2 separate regions of the Zea mays genome follow, and region 2 is linked to region 1. The links are chromatin contacts, called in public Hi-C maps. All regions are on one chromosome and are shown on one strand. Each heading gives the region's core, a stretch centred on a gene start, on an enhancer-like site or on the middle of the called end of the contact. The rest is flanking DNA. Distances are from core to core; before and after follow the strand shown.

Region 1 (7,354 bases), core at 2,789-5,288:
CTATTTTATTTAAACAGAGAATAATTCTATGAACATAATGCAATTTGAAACACTAAATTTGGAGTTCATATGCAAAAGTTATGAAATAAACAAGTTGGGGAATTCAAAATATGAAATTAGGGCCAATTCTGTGAATATTTAAAAGTCTAGGGCTAAATCTGCAAGATTACAGGGGCCTGCACGCGGAAACTAGGGACGGCGGGTTGATTTCCAGTAAACCGAGGGTCTCTTTAAGAAAACTAACGCGCGAAGGGGTATCGGGTGAATCTAACCGTCAGATCTGAAACCAACGGCTAAGATTAGATCTGCGGTTGAGGGCGCGCGCGCGCGAGCGGGCGAGCGCTGACAGGCGGGCCAGGGAGTGTCAGCGATAGAGGGGGAGAGTGCGCTGACCAAGCGGGCCCAGCGCCAGGGGGTTTGGGCGCTGACAGGCGGCCCAGGGCGCCAGGGCGCGCGGGCGTGAAGTGATACCCGCGGTCCGGGCCATGCAATCTGAATCAGACGGAGGGGATCAGACCGGGGGGATGGATGGCTGCAGGCGGCGCTGACAGGCGGGCCAGGGCGTCAGGGCACGCGTGCGCGAAGCGGTACCCGCAGTCCGGGTCGTGCGATCAGGATCGGAGGATCAGACCGGGGAGGGGTGAACGGTTGCGGGCGGCGCTGCTCCTCTCCACGGCGGTGAGGTTGCCGGAGTTGAGGCAGGCGTGAGCTAAGGGGGTCCGGGGTCGCCGGGATTGGGCAGAGAGGAAGAGGGCGCCACTGCGAACTCAATGGCAGGGAAGGGACCATGAATCCACGGGCAGAGAGGGGAGAATGGCGGTGAGAAGGCCTCGGGCGGGCCGGAGCAACTCCAGTGAGCCATTCCGGCCACGGGGAGGGGACTTAAGGCACGCTAAGGCCTGGGCTAGCTTCAGCAGAGGCAGGGGTGACACAGGGACCTACTCCGGGGAACTAGATCGGGCTAAATCGGCTGGCCACCGCGCGAGCACGGCGGACCGCCGCGGCCGAGCACCGACGATGCCAAAATTGGCCTAGCACAGAGCGAAACTAGAGAAATTGAGCACGGGGACGGGTGTCTCACCTCGGGGCGGAGCTGGCGGCGTGAGCAGAGCGCGAGAGAGGGTGAAGCTGAGCGAAATGAGGCAAGGGGTGTGCGCGGGGCACTGGCAGGGCTCTAAGAAGGGAGCTGGGCGCGTGGGCGGGCGTCGTGGCCGAGAAATCCGGCGACGTGAGCAAGTGCGCACGCGCCGGTCCATGGCGAGAGCGGAGGGGGCGGAACTGACAGGGTAGGCCCACGGCGTAGAGAGAGAAGAAAGGGGTGCGTGGGGCAACGGCTCGATGACTGGCGATCCAGGCCCGCGAGATAGAGAGAGTGAGGGAGCGCGCGAGTGAAGAAAACTGGCGCCGACAGGTTGGTCCTAGTGGGCAGCGAGCGAGACAGGGAGGGCGCGTGCGAGGGAGAACTGCCGCTGACAGGCGGGGTCCGCCTGTCAGACGGCGCGGGCGCGCGACCTGGCTGGGCTTAGTGGGCTGACTAGGCTGCTTTCTCCTTTTCTTTTTCTCTGGATTTTCTAATTCCTTCTATTCCTTTTTCTATAGGGTTTTCCAATCCAAATTCAAACTAGGTTTCAAATTCAAATAAATTCAAGCTTATGCAACACCTCAAAAAATATTTTAAGCTCAGCATGATGCAACATGTCATGACTCATAAGGTTTTGACAAAAATAAATAATTAATCTCCACTAGTTTAAGCTATTTCTAATCAAAAAGAAAAAGGGAGAAAGAATCTAGAGAGAGAAATCCTAGAGTGAGAAAAGGAAGAGTAACACATGATTTTGGGTGATAATTAGAAAGAAAATTTATACCGCCAAAATCAGGGTGTTACATTCTCAGGTCGAGCTGTCTGTGTTAGGTTTTCGGATGAGTGATTCCTATACCCCCTCTGCCTAAAATGGTAGCAAGTTTTCTCGAACTAGTAGAACTTTGTAAAGGCCTCATAGTGGTTCCCTAGCCATTCACATCAGAAGTATCTAAAGGCTTTGCAGATCCTGACTAGACGGGATACATGTCTTGTGGGTAAAGATTGGCAACTTCTGCAGAGTGTAAAACTGGTATATCAGTCGTGCTTATAGCCATGAGCGGCTTGAAACCTCACATGAGTAGTTTATGGAATTAAATTTAACATGTCATGCATTTGAATTGTGGGATTTCAATATTATCAAGTAATTGGGATGATATTTACTTATAAAATTTTGGTCAACAAATTTAAAAGCTACGCTCAGCCTTAACCATTATCCTTAGTAAGCCTTACACTACACTTTTCTCCACACTTGCTGAGCGATGACCGTATGAGAGCTCACCCTTGCTATGACCACACCATGTTAAGAACATGTACCGCCAGAGGAGAGACTATGAAGATGAAGATGAGTTCGGAGAGATCTAAGTCGTCGTCTCCCAGTCAACTATGGTTGTGGAGGACCGTTGTCGTCATATGATGTAATTTATTTAGTTATTTTGTATAGAAATTGTATGAAGTAATAAAGACGTGACATTGTTTTCTGTACACTGATTCGCCATATGTGTGAAACTTGATCCTAGCACACATGTGATATACATCTGGATTTGACCTTAAATCTGGGTGAGACATTGTCGTGTAATGTGATAGAAGGTGCACTAAGTGAAATGGAACAACTAACGATGATGGAGAGATCCCTTATGATAAGGTTTATATCGTTAGATATGCATGTTTATCCTTTACTATGTGATATGTTGATTTAATTCTTAATATAACATGAGTGCCTTATTTAAGTAAAGATGTTATCCTACATAACATACTAGAAGAAACACATATATATGAGTTCGACTACTAGTCATAGTCTATAAGATGTGGATAATATATAGATACTTAAGGGTTCGAAGTGTGATCTATATGTGTCAAAAAGAGAAGATGCTTGTAACAGTCTAGTGCCAGATAGGAACCTTACTGAAACTCACTTCTCACAATATTGTTAATTCAAGGCATAAATCTATTGTTCAGTTGTGAAGGAGTGCACGACTTATTCCTAGGCGGATATTCCACTTAACAGTCTTCGCTGAAACCCTGATATATCAAAGAACAATGGTTGAGATTATTTAATACGTGCCTTAGATTTTGATGGGATTGTTAGTTATTTCGTGGGGTTGGCCCATATAAACAACTGAATAAATTTTAAAGGGTCGTATTAAATAAGATATGCATTATGGTTTAGTACCATACATGATGTTGACAGGTGTTAATACAACTTGTATGGTTAAACTTTATGTGTATACATATAGAGTTGTTGGAAAGGACGAATGTGTGTTGCATGCGCGTGCACCTCACCACCGTCGCTGAGCCGAGACGATGCATGGTGTGGCCGACGCGATCATGGTCACCCCTGGCTTCTTGTGTCCGCTTGATTCTCCGACTCTTAATCACCCGCACTTGTATGTTTTTTTACATACTTGGTTCTCATGGCTCACCTATATGAACTCATGTTACCATGATGAGTGATTTATTTTTGTCAGTATTATCTATATGATTATTATACTCATATCTTATGTCCACATATCTAATACCACATTCGTCCTAAAATATTAGTTGTTTTAGCCTTTGAATTTTATATCTATATTCAAATGGATAAATCTAGACATATATAAAATATACACATAAAGTATTGTACGGATCTAGTAAAATACTAAAACGGCTAATATTTTAAAACAGGGGGAGTATTATACATGTGTTGTTTTTTTGTTAAGTTTGCTACTGAAACTGTTCAAATATATGTAGCAACGTTTAGTTCGAAGATGGCGGCACGGAACCTGAATTGCACCCCGGCCGCGGCAACTTGTGGCCTGGAGCGTGACACACTGACACCTCGTTCTACTTGTGTATCGATGCCGCCGCCGGCAGCAGGAAGACGCCTGCCAGTCACGGAAACGTGGCCCGTGCCATGGAAATCCAGTAGCACTGCCGGCGGGACCCTCTGGTAGGACCGGGCTGCGGGCGGCTGGCGGCACAAGTGAAGTCCTACGTGATGCGGACGCTGCAACCAACCGGCTCCCTGCGTCCTGCTCTGCAGCTGCTGACCCCTTCTCCCGCCTCCGAAGGAAAACGGGCGGGCAACCTTCTCGTCCCTTCCAAAATCCCGAGTTTCCCCCCGATTTCGACCCTCCGTTTTCCCCCCGCTTCCTTCTCTGCTCCACCGCCTCAGGAATATAGATAGTCGGAGAAAAAAAAAACTGAGAGAGAAAGAGAGAGGAGGAGGAGGCAGGGGAGTGGAGGGGAGGGGAAGCATCGCAATTCCGAACCCCCACCTCGCCGCTCCCACCACCGCGGCCGGGTTGCGTCCGTTTCGATTGCCCAGGATGAGCACCGAGTCCGGGGAGCTGCTCGGGATCGACCCCGTCGAGCTCCGGTTCCCATGTATGTGTTCCTTCCTTCCGCGATTTCGATTCGCTGCGTCCAGCTTCCATTCGATAAATTTTTCTATGACCATCTTTTCTTATCCTTTCTGCGCTCATTTCGATCGATGTTGCTTCTCTGGTTTCTAGTAGTAGTCGTTTTTAAGGAAAATCCGCGGCCGTCCTGTGTCGTTCCTTCCTTCGTCTTCTGATCCCCTTTCCGTTTTCTCTCTCTGGATCATGCATGCATGCACGCAGTCGAATTAAATAAGCAGATCTCCTGCACGCTGCAGCTGACGAACAAGACAGACAAGCAGGTCGCGTTCAAGGTAAAACGACTCCTTTCCTGTGGGCTCTGGCCTCTGGGGGCGGGGGCAGAGCGAGCTGTGTAAAAACAAAAACAAAACAAAATGGTGGGGTGCCGTATCCTTTCAGGGACTTTTAACGTGTGCAGCATCGCGACTGTAGGTGAAGACGACAAGCCCGAAAAAGTACTGCGTTCGCCCAAACAACGGCATGGTGGCGCCCCGGTCCAAGGCTGACGTTGTTGGTAATTATCATGACATAGAACTGGCTCTTTATTTTAACGTGTGATAACCCACCGTGAACCATCGGATCCAGTTACGATGCAAGCGCAGCGGGACGTGCCACCGGACATGCAATGCAAGGACAAGTTCCTTGTGCAGAGCGCCACTGTCGCCAAGGAGGTCGTGCCAAAGGAGGTCACTGGAGACATGGTAATAAGTCACAGACTCACAGTTTCAGTGTGTTCTGTGGTTCAGCGTTTTATATTGGGGCTGCTCCTTCTGTTCACTAAAAAAATATCTTAATGATGGATTATGTAGTTTACCAAAGATTCAGGCAATGTAGTGGAAGAAGTGAAGTTGAAGGTAGTTTATGTAGCACCATCGTCCTCTCAAAGCGAAAGATTTGAGGATGGTAATCTCGGCAGTTTGAGTTATCAAGAGGTAAGAAATTTATTTTAGAATCGATTGTTATATAAGTAGTAGGTTTCAAAAACCTACAAATATTTACACTTAGAGCAACTCTAAGGGACTTCTAGAAATCCAAGTTGCATTTTTTGAACGCAATAGGATGTTTTTTTGAACGCAATATGCAATAAGATGTCAAAATAGTTTTTAGGTTTTTGAGGAAGTTGCTTTTTGCAAGATGTCAAGAACTCGAGATAGCTATAGGTCTCTATAATAATCTCTAAAAGTTGCAGTTGTTAACCCATGTCAAAATACTTATTAGGATTTTTAATTTAGTCTTCTATAACTACAGCATGTACATCATGATCTGTGCCAACGATTTACTGTCTGATAGTAGAACACTTAGGCTTATTCTCTTCTACTGCCTGACTAACATTTTGCACTGATAATTGGTTCTTTCCCAATATTCACCTTCTGAAGCTGAGAGTGGTTCTTTCTTTGCAGGAAACAAAGGAACCTAAAGAATCAGAAAAAATAATCACTGAGGTGAACCTCTTCTGTATAAAACTTGTCAAGCTGTGCCTACTGAAGATTCTAGCTGTAGTACTGTTGTACTTGAAATACTCATGCCTCAGAAGCCATCAAGTTGTAGCGTCAGGATGCCATTTTCTTAAATATTGCACCGAAGTAGATGGAATTAACCATTGGTCTAATTGTACCACTTGCACTCATTCTGGTACTGTCTGCCACTGGAAGAAACTATTCACGATCCAGAAATAGAGATGGCGTTAGATAGTTCATCTGAGAGCATTCTACTTGAAGCAATCAACAATGGATAACTAGTCTCTCGAATAGCATTCAATTATAAGCCTATAGCAATGCTTCAAACTGTTGATTCAACTTATTCTGGCTATAGCAGATTTAACTGTATTTGTTCAATCTTCTTGCAGTCAACATTCTCAATATTCTGATATTGTCATGTGCCTACAATGTCCTTTACTGCATTTTTTTCAAGTGTTCATTCATCAATTATTTTTTCCTCGTCCGTATAAATTTAGATGTAAATGACCTTAATTAGATGTATTATGCTCTCATGTATTAGCATTCTAATTGTATTGAATTCTTCAGCATGCCAACAAATTTTTAAAAACCAAGAATTTGAGGCTTTGGTAGGTATCATGGATTCCATTGGAGTCTTGACATGATCTATTTATGTCTTTGTAGCCATTTGCTTTGATTTCGAAACTGATGGAGGAGAAGAATTCTGCTATTGAACTGAACAACAAGGTTCGACAAGAATTGGTCAGTACCACATGTTTTTTTGTTGCTTATTACGCAAACAGTTAATAGGCTGAAGTGCAATTTTGTTGCCTTTGACTGTAGGTTACATTTAGCTTTTGTTTTTAGGCTAGACAAAGTTGTGTTATAGCTCTGTTGATAGCTTGTGCATTTTTTTACTGAACAATTTCAGATTGTACTCTGGTTACTTTTTAGTACATATGTTTTACATAGGCTAGATGTAGCCTCGTCCTTTTTGTATCTTGCAACCCCCTTTCTCGTTCTCTTTTGAGTTCTTTTTGCTTTTCATGATTCCATCAAGTGCAGAACTACATATGCAGATTCACATGATCCCTGCATCCACTTTTATAAAGCGTGTTTTTATCTGAAGTATAACTTCATAAAGCTTGACCAAGAACTATATCAAATTATATGCTTGTCTAGTGCGCAGAAGTTATATTTATAGATTCATATCAAAAAATGCTTCTGATATGGTTTTGTTCCTATAGCAATCAGCCTATAATGTAAGAGAAATTAAGGGTTAAAATATGCCCATAAGAAGCATACGGCACTAGGTCTGCCCTATTTAATAATCTTTGGATGGATTACTATCGCACTGCTTCCTGCCACAGGGATACCTTAATACTTGGATCGATTGCAGTGGCAGGGCAGTTTTATTTTGATTATAATTTTATTTGAATTTTGACAGGATTTTCTAAGGC
Region 2 (7,354 bases), core at 3,546-6,045, 170 kb before region 1:
TGGGTCGGGCGAGGCGGAGACCGTCGGCTGAGGCCAGGGCTGAGTCCGAGCCCTGGGGTCGAGCGAAACGGAGTTCGTCGTCTTCCGGGGCTGAGCCCGAGTCCGAGCCCTGGGTCGGGAGGAGCGGAGTTTGCCGTCTTCCGGGGCTGAGCCCGAGTCCGAGCCCTGGGTCGGGCGGAGAGGAGTTCGCCGTCTTCCGGGACTGAGCCCGAGTCCGAGCCCTGGGTCGGGCAGAGCGGAGTTCGCCGTCTTCTGGGGCTGAGCCCGAGTCCGAGCCCTGGGTCGGGCGGAGCGGAGTTTGCCGTCTTCCGGGGCTGAGCCCGAGTCCGAGCCCTGGGTCGGGCGGAGCGGAGTTCGCCGTCTTCCGGAGCTGAGCCCGAGCCCTGGGTCAGGCGAAGCAGAGTTTCCTATGGTGCCTGAGGCCGGGCCTGACTGCCTGTCAGCCTCACTCTGTCGAGTGGCACAGCAGTCGGAGCGGCGTAGGCGGCGCTGTCCTTCTGTCAGGCCGGTCAGTGGAGTAGTGAAGTGACTGCGGTCACTTCGGCTCTGTCGACTGGAGGACGTGCGTCAGGATAAAGGTGTCAGGCCACCTTTGCATTAAATGCCCCTGCGATTTGGTCGGTTGGCGTGGCGATTTGGCCAGGGTTGCTTCTTGGCGAAGACTGGGCCTCGGGCGAGCCGGAAGTATGTTCGTCGCTGGAGGGGGCCTCGGGCGAGGCGTGATCGAGTCCCTCGAATGGACCGATCCCTGACTTAGTCGCACCCATCAGGCCTTTGCAGCTTTGTGCTGATGGGGGTTACCAGCTGAGAATTAGGAGCCTTGAGGGTACCTCTAATTATGGTCCCCGATAGGAAGTAACAATACTTACAAATCAACTCATTATGAGTTGATACTCCCCTACTACTACTACGCTACACTATACTACTCTACACTACTAATACTACTACATTATTTCACTATACTACTTCTAATCTATACTAATATCTAAAAACCAGTGGCATTTAGCCACTGGCCTTGTTGCTGCCCTTGCTGCTGCCGCTGCCGCCGTCGCCGCCCCTGCTGCCGCTGTTGCCGCTCCTGCTGCCGCCGTTGCCGCCCCTGCTGCCGCCGTCACCGTCGTCGCTGCCGTCGCCTCCGTCGTCGTCGTCGTCACCTTCTCCGTCCTCCTCGGGCGAGTCCTCCTCGTCCGAGGAGTACTCTGACTCATCCGAGCCCTCGAGCCCAGAGCGCTCGACGGCCCGGATGTAAGTCTAGACCTCCGCGGCAATCCCCTGAGAGTCGTCCGAGTCATCGGACGACGCTGGGGGAGAGACGGGATCTGGAGACCCCTTGGACTCAGAGGAGAACTCCTCCTCTGAGTATTCCGAGTCGCCAAAGTCCTCTGATGGAGGAGTCGGCTCGCGCTTGCGTTTGTTGTTCTTGCCCATGGTGGAAATGCAAGGAGAGGAAGAAAGCAAGCAGCGGAGAACAACAAGAGATGTGAAAAAACCAGAGAGGCAAAGGCACTATTTATAGAAGAAGAAGGCAACCGCTCACCTCCAACCACGGTCACTGAACAGTCGCGAAGCATTCAATACACACTTCAACCCGTCTGAAGACACGTCAGGCGGCTGACGCCGTTTCACGCAACACAACACCCATTGGGACTCCAGTCAACAACGCGGATGATATGATTACACCCGCCGTCACATCACATTACTACTCAGAAGCAGCCGACTAAAACACTCAGCGTACCAAGCCGTCCCTTGCCCACACCCATTGGGGGGGACGCCCAGGAATTATCAGTATATTTTTCAAAACTGTCACATCCGTGCAGGGCATGCAATGAATACCTCAAGACAAAAATGAGATATCAGTAAGGATCAGAGGAAAGCCAAATATAGCCGGTGAAGTACAAAATCTGACCGACAGAAGCGACGTGAAGACTAGCCAGAGAACGTCCATCAAATGTCCAATCAGTCGCAGAGCAAGTAAATTACACCACCTAGCAAGATATGGGCGGATCGCGAACTCGGCTGCAAAAGACAAAATACATGCTGACCTCTAAAGCATAATATTGATGACATAATGCTGACCTCTAAGGCATTCGGAAAAAGATAGGATTACTCTCAGCAAAAAGACACGAAATGAAGACCTTCGAGTGGATTATCTTCAAAAACTCACTCGAAGCTCGGTGGCTACACCCATTGGGTGCACCTCCGGTGCACCCAATAAATCACCATTTCGAGAGAAAGCAACGCCAGTTTCTAAGGCATAAGGCAAAACTGAAGGCAAGATTTCTGATGAAGACCTTCGAGTGGATTATTTTCCAAAATCCACTCGAAGCTCGGGGGCTACACCCATTGGGTGCACCTCCGGTGCACCCAATGAAGTTCAGGGTCCTACAGTATGAAATGTCGACTTCTAAGGCACAAGCATGAAACAAGGCTCCAGTTCACGAGTGATCAAAGCAGGAGAAGACAGTAAAAAATCGTTATTGCCAGACTGCTTGGAAAGCATTTCTCGTCATAAACAAAGACTGCAAGCTGGACCTAGGATCTTTGGGCTGATTATCTCAAAATTAGCCCGAAGATCGGGGGCTTGCGGGGGACAGATATCCCTCGGGTCCACTAGAAGGATAAAAGACCTCACGAAAGGCCCAAGGGCCCAATAAATCGTAAGGTCACTCCTTCATGGGCCTGGGGAGGAGCGACCAGTGAAGCAGATCGACATAAGGCCGGGTTAGTGCAAGCCCGGATGGCCCCACAGCGTTGAGCAAACGACCGCAACAGAAGATCCGACTTTCCCGCGCTGGAGCCCCGTACGACGTAACCAGGCGAGGATAAGTCGGCAGAATCATAGGAAGATAGACAAAAACAGTTCACTATCTTTTAGGTGCATATCCACATGTATTGCCACACGGTCGAATATATAAGGCCTAGGGGGCACCCCTTCAGAACGATCGATCCCACTACTCTGCCACCCACCTCAACTCTTTATGAGAGCTACCTTGTAACCCATTACACAAAGCATACTCGCCAGGACGTAGGGTGTTACGCATCTCAAAGCGGCCCGAACCTGTAAACATTGTCCATTGTTCCTCGTGCATCGGGCACGAACCATTTAGCTACAGTCGGCGACACCGTCCTACTCCTAAAACACCTTGAGGGGTAACCCCGGGTGTGCGGTCGGACCCAAAACACCGACAGAAGGGGTAGCTTATCTTGCATATAACTCATCAAATTGTCATTGGTGGTGCAGTTATCAAGAGTGACCGTTGACACCTTCTATCTTGTAGTACCTCATAAAGGACATCACTTATCATTTCCCCGGTATGTGGAGCAGGCACATATATGAACCTACAAGCAACAACATTCCAACATATTTTTAGCACTACAAAACTGCAGCACCATATAACTTATAACTTCAAAGAAACAAGACATTGCAATAGATTATTACCTCAAAAGAAAATACTTCAGCTTCCATTCATCATCAATGAAATGTACTGTCATAGACATATATCCTTACTTTTGATGGTTTGTTGTCCACATGTGAGTAGTTACGACAATTCTTGATTGTAACCGTCAAAATACATCACTACTACAAGCCTTTGGACCTCGTACATATCCAATATATCCTTTTAATGGTATTTGTGGACACTACTTTGAATAGGGTATGTAGTGCTCCACAAAACCTCTTAAAACCAACATGATCAACCATAGATAGAGGATACTCATGGACACATATCATTAGTGCAAGTTCTTTCCTAGCAACTTCCTGATCAAACACATACTTCTCAACAACTACTACCCCATTCTCATCTTTTCATAGTTTTAAGGAGGTTTGTTTTAATCCTTTCCTAACCTGTCTTGATTGATAACATCTAAGATGACCACACAAGTGATTAGTACCGGCTCTTCTATCTCTAACTAGTAGCTTTTTACACCAAGTGCATTCAACTTTCATTTTACTCCCAATTGTTACTTGTTCAAATTCAAGCCACACATCAGATTTCATCTTCCTTTTGCATCCAACTTGTACATTATCTTCATCATCATTTATGACCACATGTTCTGTACCTTCTGATGGTGGAGCTTGAGCACTTGGAAATGGCATTGCATTTGCAGCAACACTCGTCGGTGTAGCTGTACTTGAGGAACCTACTGCAACCATAGCACTGCTCTTTGTGGGAACTTGATGAATGCTTCTACTCGGCCTCGAAGCACCTTGTGGTTGAGTGCTCGGCCTTGAAGCACCTTGGTCAGACATCAGGCTCTTTGCAATTTACAAGTTAGAACTGCTCAAGTCAAGCTGTGCAAGGGCCAAGGGACATGCTCACGGGTTACCTCATCTGCAAGAATAGGAACCTTTATAACTAGTTTTTATCCGTTTACAAATTAAAACTAGTTTTTATCCGTTTACGTCATGTTCTTGTTGATTTTATAGAAATCACCTCTATTGCCACCCTTTCAAAATAAAGGAAGATAGATTAGTCATTATGATTGAAATATCTAGAAACTGTTTTTTAAAGATTAGGTTCCAAACACCTTTATCCAGTTTTTTTATAGTAAACCTGTTTCTAGAAAACCTGTTTCTAGAAACCAAAGATAAAATCGGTTTAAAAAAACTAGAGTGTTTCTCAAGAGGTATTTTGGAAACTTTATTTTTCTAAGGAATTTCTATTTTTAAGAGAAAATAAAGTATTTATTTAAAAAATAAAAAATACTTGAAAAATATGATTTCAAGCTAATTTTCTTAATAAAAATTAGTTCATTTTTCCTTTAGAAATTGGAAATCCAGTAGAAAATGGGATTCCGAAAATGGCCCGAAACGTTTACACACTGCGGCCTTGCTTCTGTTCTCTCGCGTCGTTCTCCCGTAGTCCCGTGCCCTCGCGTGCGCTCTATCTGTTTCTGGTGGCGACGACTTGGCGGTCCCCGCTGCCGCCGTGCCCAGGCCTCTACTTCGGGACCTTCACCGGCGACGAGCACCCATCGGGTACGCCCACCCTTTCTCTTCCGTTCCTGCCGTGCGAAATCGAGCTCCCTCCCAAACCCAAGCTATTTCTGTTTGGATCTGATCTGATCCAATTACAAGTGTAGTATACATGTATTATGCCTGCAAACTTTGATTATTTTCGTTCTTTTTGCAAAATCAATCGATTCTACATGTATACCCATGTCCTTTACTGGGTCCGCCCCAGGTGTCAAGTTTGCTAATTTTTAATTCTGTATATAAGGTGCATGGGTAGAAATAAAAACTGTCGTGAATTTGGTGGAAATTAGGCTCGTGTTTATTGTATTCAAATAAATGACAAGTTTTGTCTTCACAAAGCTTTTAGTGCTATTATTACTCCACCCCACAAGCTCTATGCCTCTATCCTGTACCTGCTGAATTAGCCTGTTTTACCTACCTGAAAAATCATCCTAGTAATTTTTCATGTGAGGATGGTGCGGGCTGAGCTTGAAGTTAAACTATTGATATTCAACCAAAAGAGCAGGACTTGTGTGCTTGACAGTGTTCGTATTGCATCTTCTAAGCTGCCTTAAATAGATTGGAGTTCCAATTGCTATGAGTCATGAGTTTTGACTTACTTATCCTTAGGGCTTGTTTGGAAACACAGCAATCCCCTTCAATCCATACGTTTTGGAAGGGCTTGACTGTTGTGGTGGAAAAGTAGTCCGTTTTCCACTCCAATTATGGATTGGGGGGATTGAGTTTATCCAAACAACGCCTTAGTAAATCAGAAATATATCTACTTGTCTTGTTTCTCAATGTTTTCTTTGCTGTTTCTGGAAATCTTTAAACACTTAGATTCTGTTTACTAAACCATGAGGGGAGGGCACACATGGGCTTGCAGAATGTGGTTAGTATTTCCGACCTCGAAGATGGATTGTTGTTAGTGAGTCTGAAATACCCAGGCTAGGCTGTGGGCTTTGTTTTCAAGATAGTTCCATGAAAATTACCTAACTGGTGACACCATTTTGCGAAGCAGAATGTTCTATTAGTAACCATCCACTTCAACAGTATTCCGTAACACCTTCTTCATGAACAACGATCGGGAACGTATTGTTTATACAACAAAATAGACTTGGCAGGCCTAAAACTACCCTTCGACCCCATCAACCCAACACACACAGTGATAGTTTAACACCACATCATGATTCTATTAGTGATGAAATAGAGTGGATTTTAGCTTGTTGATCAGGCCTATGCTCATTTTACAGTGGAAGTCCAAAAACTCCGTGACTTATCAATTGGGCGCTGCTAATTGAGTTGCTTGCCATAAAAAACCCATTAAAGCAGCCAAAGACATAGCTTCCCTGCATGTTATAGTCGTTACTTATATAAATAGAAATATTTTTTATTTCTCTACATTTATATGTTCTTGCTTTTCTCTAGCAGTATATCAATGCAAAACACTGGATATTTGGTTCTAAAGACATGTCAATTCTACAGGTTGCTTCGCAAAACTTCCAACATCCAGGATACAATTAATTACGATTCCTTCAACTTTATCTCGATTTATAGGAGGTTGCACAGAGCCCATCCAACAGGGTGTCTCAGACATACTGATGGATGGGGTGCCCAATATCCTTGAGAAATCATCACATGAATGCATGTACTCTTGGTACTTCACCAGGGAAGAACTAGAGAAATTTTCTCCATCAAGGAAAGATGGTATTACTGAAAACAAGGAATCAGAAATTCGGCATTTATATTGTTCATTTATCCGGGATGTTGGCATCAGGCTGAAGCTGTAAGAAACTATTTTTGGCTCTCTTAAGTGAAATTGACTTTGTTCAACCGTATTCGAGAGTGTTCTTAGTTTATACTCCCTCCGTTCCAAAATATAGTTCTTTCTAGCCCACATTTTTTCCGTCCACATTCATTCAAATGATAATGAATATAGACATACATGCAAACTCATTCATATGTTACTTAATGATGAATATATGATTAGTCTAAAACGAATTATATTTTGGGATGGAGGGGTACTACTTTATATTGTGGCTCATAACATGATTGTTTACATTTTCCTAATCTCTCATGAACATAAATGACTTCCTTTTTTTTCGTAAGACAGTTTTTTTGGTTATACGACCAACATGTTTGACTCTGCTACTAGACTATTATTTTAGCAACTTTGGTAAGATTTTCTATATGTGGTAACAACTTTTTTTTTCACAGACCTCAGATGACACTAGCAACAGCAGTCATGCTTTGCCATCGCTTCTATTTACACCAGTCCCTTGCCAAAAATGGATGGCAGGTGAGAGATTATATTGTTGTGCCAGTGATGGTTGCTGATGTCTATGAAAAGCGACAAGAGTGCAGAGTTTCATTGCCAAGCATTTGTTGGAAATATGTTCT

The links. A called contact is a pair of places that touch in the nucleus more often than the background predicts.
Region 2: a Hi-C map of ear shows a contact between it and region 1, with 2.3 times the contacts expected there. The contact joins the promoter of LOC100280496 here to the promoter of LOC100281331 in region 1. A contact is called at or near these places in 3 of 25 Hi-C or Micro-C datasets (ear, endosperm and tassel).

The regions. Positions count from the first base shown.
Region 1 is chr4:153,657,536-153,664,889 of Zm-B73-REFERENCE-NAM-5.0, reverse strand. LOC100281331 reads left to right here and starts at 4,038. Exons shown (of 8, transcript NM_001154249.1): 1 at 4,038-4,444; 2 at 4,681-4,751; 3 at 4,891-4,972; 4 at 5,044-5,159; 5 at 5,268-5,390; 6 at 5,859-5,900; 7 at 6,579-6,656; 8 at 7,342-7,354. The coding sequence starts at 4,387.
Region 2 is chr4:153,833,240-153,840,593 of Zm-B73-REFERENCE-NAM-5.0, reverse strand. LOC100280496 reads left to right here and starts at 4,795. Exons shown (of 7, transcript NM_001153416.2): 1 at 4,795-4,978; 2 at 6,440-6,740; 3 at 7,172-7,253. The coding sequence starts at 4,801.